2 separate regions of the Gossypium hirsutum genome follow, and region 1 is linked to region 2. A link is a contact called in public Hi-C data. All regions are on one chromosome and are shown on one strand. The core of a region is the stretch at or near the end of the contact, and the rest is flanking DNA. Distances in the headings are between cores, read along the strand shown. Region 1 holds the start of LOC107939260 (two-component response regulator ARR8). Region 2 has its middle 7.7 kb from the start of LOC107939245.

What was found. Hi-C and Micro-C count contacts between places; a contact is called where the count stands out from the background.
Region 1: a Hi-C map of leaf shows a contact between it and region 2, with 3 times the contacts expected there. The contact joins the promoter of LOC107939260 here to the enhancer-like site in region 2. A contact is called at or near these places in 18 of 34 Hi-C or Micro-C datasets (callus, cotyledon, fibers and 4 more).

What each region holds. Positions count from the first base shown.
Region 1 is chrA05:109,184,170-109,188,884 of Gossypium_hirsutum_v2.1, forward strand. LOC107939260 (two-component response regulator ARR8) reads left to right here and starts at 3,145. Exons shown (of 2, transcript XM_016872560.2): 1 at 3,145-3,498; 2 at 3,583-4,390. The coding sequence starts at 3,393. The coding sequence ends at 4,046.
Region 2 is chrA05:109,138,130-109,143,007 of Gossypium_hirsutum_v2.1, forward strand. It overlaps the pseudogene LOC121229704. Among protein-coding and RNA genes, the nearest start is that of LOC107939245, 7.7 kb to the left of the region's middle. Within about 2 kb of position 1,397, at least 2 of the 9 cell types and tissues checked have an H3K27ac peak or open chromatin away from gene starts, as enhancers often do. A contact at or near this core is called in hypocotyl, where this site is marked.

The sequences.
Region 1 (4,715 bases), core at 1,895-4,394, 48 kb after region 2:
TTTATAGACATTATGACATCATTGTATCAATAAAAACAACAATGTATCAATACATGATATATTGATACATTTCCTTCCAGTTTTGTTATTTGGATACTGACTTGCAATGTATCGATACCCTAACCCTCTGTATTAATAATTAGCTATCAAAATGCTTTACAAACATTTTAAAAACTTAAAAACACTTTCCTATTGACTCAAAAATATTTGGATAAGTTAAAGCACATTTGAAATATGTTTTTTGAGTTGCAAGTCCTTGAAATGCTTTGAAAATGTTTGAACACTAAATGACTTAGTAAATAAAATTTATCGTAAATGTTGTTATAACAAAAGCTTGGGACATCCAGGCTAACATCAATGAATGGAGAATTTAGCCTGAAAAATGGGTAGCAGGAATTGACATAGAATAGAATGCAAATTAGGGTGTAGACTGGAGATGGATACAAAGATTACAAATTCCTCAAAAAATGATTCTTTCTGTGGGAGTGTCTTTATGACTTCCTACCTATAAAAGCTTCTCTTACAAAATGGATTGGATTTATTTCAAGCCTACCCCTTTTGTAATGCAAACCTTGCAATAATGGAACACATTCTAAGATGGTATCTTGTTAGTAGAAAATTGTGGGAGGGATCGGATCATAGTCTCAACTCAATCAATCAATCAACCTTGGTATGGAAAGATTGGTTGAAGATCGAAACTTTTTCATCATAAACATTATATACCTTGGAAAACTCTTTTTGGCTTTATTCTATGGGAAATTTGGCTATGTCGTAACAAAACTGTTTTTGACAAGGGTGATCAAAATAAAGATATCCCTAGAACGATTGCCAAGGTTGGAAAATTCTTTTCGATGGCAAGTAATGTTAAGAAATTGCCTTTGTGTGAGATTATTAGTATGAAATGGAAAACTCCAACACCTAGGTTGCAAGCTAAATATTGATAGTTCAACTATTGGAAACTCAGGTATAGGAAGCATAGAGGCTAACTACTGTGGGAACTGGGTTGTAGGTTCATATCATCACTTACAAGTAATTTCGAGTGTTGAAGCTAAGCTTCAGGGCCCTTTAAGATGGCCTAAAGCTAGCTACTTAGCTTAATATCAAATTTTTGGTAGTTGAAATTGTTGTCAACCTTATGAAGAAAATTGATATGAGAAAATGCTTTTTGGATGTGCTTATTTTTATTGCAGCTCCTGCTATCTAAGTTGGAACAAAGCTCGCTCAAACACATCTATAAAGAGGGGGATAAGCACACAAATATAATAGCCAAATTAGACAATATTTTATTGACTAATTAGAATGTTATGAATGTAAACTTAAAAGATCTTTTATATTATTGTTGAAGTCCTACTGACTGCATTATTTCAATCCTCAAAACTAACACTGATGAAATTATATTGTATCACATATTGGATTAAATTTAATTTATACCTCTTTCCTTATAAAATATAAATATCCAAATCTAAATAATCTAATATATAAATCAAATCAAAATTATATAAAAGTAAAATAGCTTAGCCACCCATAAAAATATTAAGATATTGCACTAATTTTGTTATTGTTAAATATTGAATTGGAGGATATGGTTTTAAAGAAATGGCATATGGATGGAGCATATGATTTTCCAACAAGGGAAAAGTTAGGCAGCTGAAATAAGCATATCCTTGAAAAGATTTGGTGGGTCCAACCCAACTCTTGCTCCAAACTCACCCACTCACTCTTTCCATCTTCATGGGATTCTTTTCCAACCTTTTTTTTTATTATTCTTAATAATCAATTTTAACATTTATACTATTATTTATTTAATTTTCAACCCCTTTTTTCTTTATTTTCACATTTGAATTATTATTATCTCATTTTACTTTTAAAAAATGAGAAAAAAATAAATTTAAATACCAAAATATATAAATTTGAAGCTTGAAAGAAGCAAAGCATTAATAACATGGTGTGTTTAAAAAAATAATAAAGACAAAACAAATTGTGGAGACTTTATTATTCATACAGCTATCTATGTTTGTTTTTTAAATGGAAAATAAAAAATAAAAAAAATGGAGATGAAGCAACAATTATTTTGGGGACAAATAGTAAAGCTTGAAGATCCATTTTCTTTTATTTATTTATTTTCCAAGAAGAAAATTATTGAAAATGGAAAAAGGGAAGAAGAAAAGAAAATGATGATTGAGAAAGGAGAAAAGATGAAGACATGAAATGTTGGAAACCTAATAATTTGAATTGAAGTTTCCTCTTTATTTTCCTACAAAATTTCAAGATAAAGGACCCACAAATGTTCCCTTCAAAATCAACACTCCATCAATTTCATGTCTTCCTTACCATTCTTAATTACTGTATAAAAAAAATGGTATGAATTTGATTTCAGTTTCAGGGACCCAATTGAAAAGGCCCTACAAATATTTTCTTCTTTTTTCTTTTTCAAAACATCACATCCCCCTAAACCCAAACATTTGATTCTTAATTAATTCAAATTAATTTGATGTATTAAACAAAATTAAATCAAATATAATCGAATTTAATATTATATTTCCTTTTCTTATTTTATCCATTTTTATCACATTATCGAAAAATTCTACAAGATGATGTCTATGTCTTTAATATGTAATAAAATAATAATAATAATCTTATACACACTTAATTATATATATATTCTTTATTTGGACAGATTTATTATATCATTTGAAATAAAAATTATACACTTTTCTTTTATTTCATTGTATTATAGAAAAAGATTAAAAAAAAAGAGAATTATAAATCGTAAAATGTTAAAATTTTTTTATTTCAAGCTAATGGAATCAACGCCGATTGAGTTTTAATTTGATTGGCATGAATATTGTTACCAATGTAGGAGAATGTGAGTGTGAGCATATTGATTGAGGAGCGATCAGATTATTCAAAAAAATTGGAAAAATTTATTTTTTTAAAGTAAAAAAAAAAGTCAAAATGTATGGTGATTGCCAATATCTTTCATATGTTTAAAAAAATATTTGAAATCTTATATATGTATATATATATATATGTTGACATTTGGTTAAGAAATAGTAAATAGAAATGAAAAAGAAAAGAAAATCCTTAATTAAGGAGATTACATCACATAATAAATAAAATAGAGAGAAAAAGAAAAGGTGGAAACAGTAGCCTTCCATGAAGCAAAAAGGCCAATAAGCTTTTAATCAAAGGGTCAAACAGAATATTATTATTAATATTTAGAAAAAGGAAAACACAGCATCATCTTTGCTTGTAGTCCAATTCAAAAATCAACGTAGAAGATCCGGGAGATTCTGGATGATATCTGCCGGATCTTGCCTTTCCAAACTGTCTCATTTTCTTCCATGTCTCTCCCCTTTTAATACTCCCTTCTTCTTCCCTATTTCTTCTTCATGGGAAATATGGCCACCCAGACTCAGTTTCATGTTCTTGCAGTTGATGATAGTCTCATTGATAGAAAACTTATTGAAAGGCTTCTCAAGACTTCCTCTTATCAAGGTATTCCTTTTTTGTCCTTCTTTTCTTAAATCAGGAAAATATGAATGATGGGAACATTGGTTGATGATGTTTGTGTGTTTACAGTGACTGCAGTGGATTCTGGAAGCAAGGCTTTGGAGTTTCTGGGATTGAATGGTGAGAATGAAGATGAAGAAAGGAATTCGAGTGTCGAATCAGTATCTGCTGCAGATGAGGATCATCAAGTGGGGGTGAATTTGATCATCACGGATTATTGTATGCCTGGAATGACGGGGTATGATCTCCTGAGGAAAATCAAACAATCTTCATCCTTTAAAGACATACCGGTTGTCATAATGTCATCTGAGAATATCCCATCAAGAATCAACAGATGCTTGGAAGATGGAGCAGAGGAGTTCTTTTTGAAACCTGTTAAGTTATCAGATGTAAACAAGCTTAGGCCTCATCTCATGAAAGGAATTACAACCAAAACTGAAATGCAATCCAACACTAATAAAAGGAAGGGTAGTGAAGAAATTCAATCCCCTGATAGAACAAGACCAAGATACAATGAATTGGAAGTTGTCTGATGATCTTCCGAACACTTTTTTTTATATTTTCTCAGGTTTATTGGTTTTCTCTCTGTCTGGTTTTCTTTTTCTTTTTTTTTTCGATCCAAAGTGGGGATCGGGATTCGGGTGTGGAGGCTGAGATCCCAACTCTGTTGACTGAATGAAACGATTGTGCTTAGTTCTGGGGGGGGGGGTTCTTCCTTTGCTTTATACAGAATCAGAGTATAGGATTTTGGTTTTCATTTCAAAGAAGAGAGAAACCTACTTTTTTTTTCATGTTACGTTTTAGAATTATATGGAATCTAAGACTCCCAAGTGTAAATTACCACAAGGAAAAATATAAACTCAATTTTGTTGGTTCATTAACAGATTTGCTCCTCCTTCGATTTCGGTGTCAGATTCATTACATTCTTTCATTACTTCATACCCTTTTTCGTCTGATCTGCAGAACAACTATTTTCTCAGGAAAATTTCCTTGGAAATTGAATATTCTGCTTGAAATTTAGAGCTTAACAGAGAGATCGATATTTGATCCAATGATACGTTGATGTCTATTCTCCAGGTTCAAATCTACAACAATTAACGAAAATCTATTTTAATTTCTTTCTTCTTTCGTTCAGTTTCTCAGAAACCAAACACTATCCCTATTCTCTGTAAAAGGGAAAAAAATTTAAAGAAGAAGACTCG
Region 2 (4,878 bases), core at 147-2,646:
CATATAAATTTCTTTAAAATAAAAATAAAAAATAATTAAATAACTAAATTAAAGTCTAGTTAATTAAATATGTATTGCAATATTAAAATAAAATGTAATTAACTAGATAAAAGTGATCAAATAAAGAAAAGTCAAACATTATTTTAAATAAAATCAAATGTGCTTCACTAGAAACAAGTATATAATATAATTTTTTTAATTCTCAATTATACCTATAATTAATCTATAATTACTTAGCAATATCTTCTCTAGCTTGAGCCATTTCAATTGTTTGTGACATATCAAACGTAATATGTTCATCGTAACCTGAAAAACTTGCTTCTGTCTCATCGAATTCTTGCATGTTTTCTCTTTCACCCTCTTCAAACAATTCATCTTTTTTAGCTTCCAAGAATTTATGCACGGTACAACATGCTTTCGGCTTTCGGTATATAACATTGTTTTCTATGACAATTGGACATATCTCTCAATATGGTAAATCTTTTTTTTTCAAAACTCCAATACTTCGTTCAATCACATTTTCAATAGAAGATTGCCTTATATTAAATAATTCTTCCTTTCCTCTTGGTTAATGCCTACTTATAAAGTCACATTGCATGATATATCTGCCTACAATACTGAAGAAAGTAGTTAGTCAAATTGGTTGTCTAAACATGTGTTCAGACATGAAATAAAATAGTCAACGAAACAAAAATAAAAAATAGAAAAAGTAAGGAGATATTTGCATACAATCATTTGTTAACACAATTCGGAAGCAATCCTACTCTGTGAAACCTCGCTCAGTGAATGATTTTATTCCACAATTGATCCAACCATCTATTGGCTAAACCCAATCTACCATTACGCAAATAAGTAATTGCAACCCTAATAGCCAATCTAGCTTGTTACAACTACTCACCCAAAACTTCATTTACAAATGTTCAATCTTTCACAAAGAATTCCTACTAATCGAAATCAAAATAACACTTCCTTAATCGATGCATCTTTACATGCGTATTGATTACCTCTAAATAGGTATGGCAGCCTATTCAATCAACATAATCCAAGATAAAATCTTCTTCTATAATAAAATCATCAGAATAAATTACCTCCAATCTTATCCAAAAAAAAAAAAGGGTTAATCTCCTTAAAGTCAACCCATAAATTTGCCATAATAATGATAAAGGATAAGCCTAAGCTTTATCCATAAAGCCGAGTCGATCTCACGCTCTTCAAGAACTCCAACTTTGATTATGACTATAAGGCATAATAAAATTAGCCTTAAAAGTCTATTTCCTTATAAAAACATCACATGAAAAATGCCAAGTCAAATAAGCTAACAAATAAAACACTTGGACTGTCCCAACATCGTAACTAATCAGGTGACTGATTAGCCGCCGAGTTGTTAGTGCTGGACAGCCTTTGTCCTAACAAATAAAAATAAGTAAAGAAAAGAAAACTTAAGACCAATCTAGACTATCCACTCAATCCTTTCGCATCACATCTGGCATCGCAACAAAGATTTGTCTCCATTCTGCAGATATGAATTTTTCAACTGCTTTATTATAAGAATGTGAAGAAACATACTCCACTTTTTTCAAAAAGGTCCACGCATATTCCTATAGAATAAGGGTCGAAAACAATACTAATTATAGACGCTTTGTTTTTTTCAGCTTTTGTTTTACCAGTTTCTTCTTTTGCACTCAATATGGATACCCACTTATCCAAGAATGCTTTCATTTTATCCATCTTATCACCCTAGATCACGATCTTCGGAAATTGAATCGATACCGTGTTTTTTTCTTTTACCTTTTTCAAACCCTTCACTATCTGAACTATTGCCGCCGAAGTCAATATGGATAGAACCAAAAAAAGCATCTGTCTTCATTAGAAGATAGTGGATATATATTTAGTGGATAATTGTTGAAGCTTTCTAATTCTAGTCTCCACAACCTTGTTTCTTGAACTTTTTGCAGTCTATTTTTTTTAAGAAATCAGGGCTAAGAGCAAGTGCCACAGATGATGTTTAAGAACACTCAACTTTGCTATTGATGGCATGACATACTTCTCTAAATTTGTCTACTTTGCCTATCCCTATTCTTTCACAAGGCATTCATGCAAAGAAAAGAGTGAGTTTTACTAAGATAGTGACAGCTCTTGAACTTAATCAAAACCAAATTCTAGTGCTTGCATTCTTATGAATCTCTTTGGTAACCAAAAATCAAACAATCAAAGCAAATATTGTGGAAAAATAATCCCATGTTTATAGAATCAGATTTATATATATATATAATTAGATTAATTATTTACCAAGATAGTGGCGCCGCTTGAATGATGAACTTAATTATAATCGAATTGTATTTTTAAAGATGAAAATAAATAAATAAATAAGATTTAAAGGTTATAAAAATAAAAATAAAAATTAAAAAAATTTAAACCAAAATAAATTTAAAGCATAAAATGAAACTTCAAAATATTCTTTATTTTCAACATTTTTCATTTTTCCAAATCAGTTTTTCTAATTCTCTAATTTTTTTCACATATTTTTATTTTCCTTTTCCAAAAATCATTTTCAGAAATTTTCCAGGAAAATCGAAACTAAAATTATTTTCTGAAACCAGACCGACTCTAAGTTCTTGAGATTTAGAAAAGTTTTTTAAATTTCTTTTTAGTGAAAAATACTTAAAATTAAGAAGAAAAATAAAAAGACCAAACCTTTCACCAGACCCCTCAAGTTTACTCAATTATTATAGAGACTTATTTTGAAAAAGGGCTTAGTATTGAAGCTAGCAGCCCAAACATAAACCTTAAATATTTGTGTATATAATAGTCCAAATTTGCAATCCAAAATGTAAGCCTAAAAATAAAATTGATATGAAAGCAATAATAATTATTAGGGTAAACTAGATTGACAATTACTCAACTTTGACTAAAATAAGAAAACAGCCATTAAATTTTGAAAAGTTACAACTTAATCACTAAACTTTAGAAAAATGATAAATTAGTCACCCACTAACGTTTTCTATTACAGGCCTAATGGAACAGGTGACGTGACTAGTTAACTTGCCACGTTGGACATGAGGAGCTGAATGGTCTCAATTTTAGGGGGAAAAATAAATAAATAAAATTACAAAGAAAGATTTTTTAAAGGAAGTTGGAAACTTGAAATATGATATTGTAGTTGAAATAGAGATTTTGTTTAGGAGAGAATTTTGAATTTGAAATCCAATGAACCAATTGTCATTGGTAATACAATTATACATACAAGAAAAAGTGAATATGAACAAGCCTATTATTGACCAACAAATCTCAAGTAAAACCTTTTTTTCCCTTCCCATACTTACATAGGAAGCCCCAAAACAACTCATAGTAAAGTCAATAGCACATATCAGAGCAACAATACTTTAATTAAAAGAGTCAATCAAAACAAATGATAAGATAATTTAAAAAGGGAATCATATTAGCAAACCATATGATAAAAAAAAAGAGGCTTCTATCTTGGTTGGTCAAAACCAAAACCTCCCATAAAATGAACAAAAAAGAATAAGAAAACAATAGAGAAAAAAAAATAAAAGGTGAGCAATGGGATACACCAAACTAAAGCATATTCCATTTAGCTATTAAGATTTGGAACTAAAGAGGGAACGAGAAAAGGAGGGGAAACGGATCCTAAGTCAGCAACTACTAAAAACACCCCAAAAAAACAATTGAAAAGGAAACTTGAAATCTCATATATGAGAATATGACAGTTAAAATATTAAAAATATAGGATTCAGGCTTAGATTTAGAGCTTTAGAAGTTAATTTTGAAAAATCTAAGTTGACTTTAGGGTTTACAAGTTAAAAAGGAATGTTGTCAAATTTGGGAAGTTTCTAAGCTTATTGATAGCCATGAATAGTGGTTGCCGCCACGAACTACTAAAGCTACAGTGACAGAATCACGATCGACATCTCTATTTTTTTCTCTTCTCCTTCTTCTATTGCCTAGCCCAATTAGGGTTCTTAAATTGGGGCCATTTACACCGTGGAATGATAGGTCAACTTTTCATTACAGACGTAACGAAAAATGGTTACTAATGACTAGTTTATTATTTTTCTAAAGTTTAGGGATTGAGTTGTAACTTTTCAAAGTTTAATTACTTTTTTATTATTTTAATCAAAATTGAGTAAACATTAGTGTAATTTACCCTAATTATTACATAGTTCCAAGCTTTGGTAAAACTTAAAGAAGATAATCCTAAGATGATGAATAAGGTAAAAGCAGGCAAAATGGAAATGTTTTCATTAGAAATAGAGAAGAAAATTTTACATAAAAATCAAGCTTTTTTCTCGGTTGATGATAAAGGAGAAAGCAAGAATCTAAAAACCCAAGCAGCCAAAGTTGCCCCAATCAAAGGACCCATCCAATAAACATAATAAAGCTCCCAAGAGGTATACCAATTGTTAACTTATGCCCATCCAAAAGCATTTACAGGATTCATGGAGGGTCCTGTGTAATTAGCCCCTCTCCCAACAAATCCCACTGTTGATATCGCCATCAACAATAGCTTAAGCAAAGGGTTGTTAGAACCACTTACCAAAATCACCAATAGAGCTAGGCATAGCCCAAATGTCAACAACCTTTCAATTAAAAACCCTGTCTACATATCTACTTTCAAATGTCCTTTAATGGTTTCTTTATATTCCCTTGGAAGAACCCCCAAAATCGTCTTCACGCCCACCACTCCACCGGTGGCTTGCAAGGAAAAACGCACTACCATGGAAAGGGTAGACCAGTCTTTCTTGAGGCCAACGGCGTAGCAAGAGAAGAAGTCAGTGGGATTGAAGGTGGCGCTGCCGAGAGCGTTGTCGATGATGGTGAAGATAAACATCATAAGGCTGACCAAGAGGGTGGTGATGA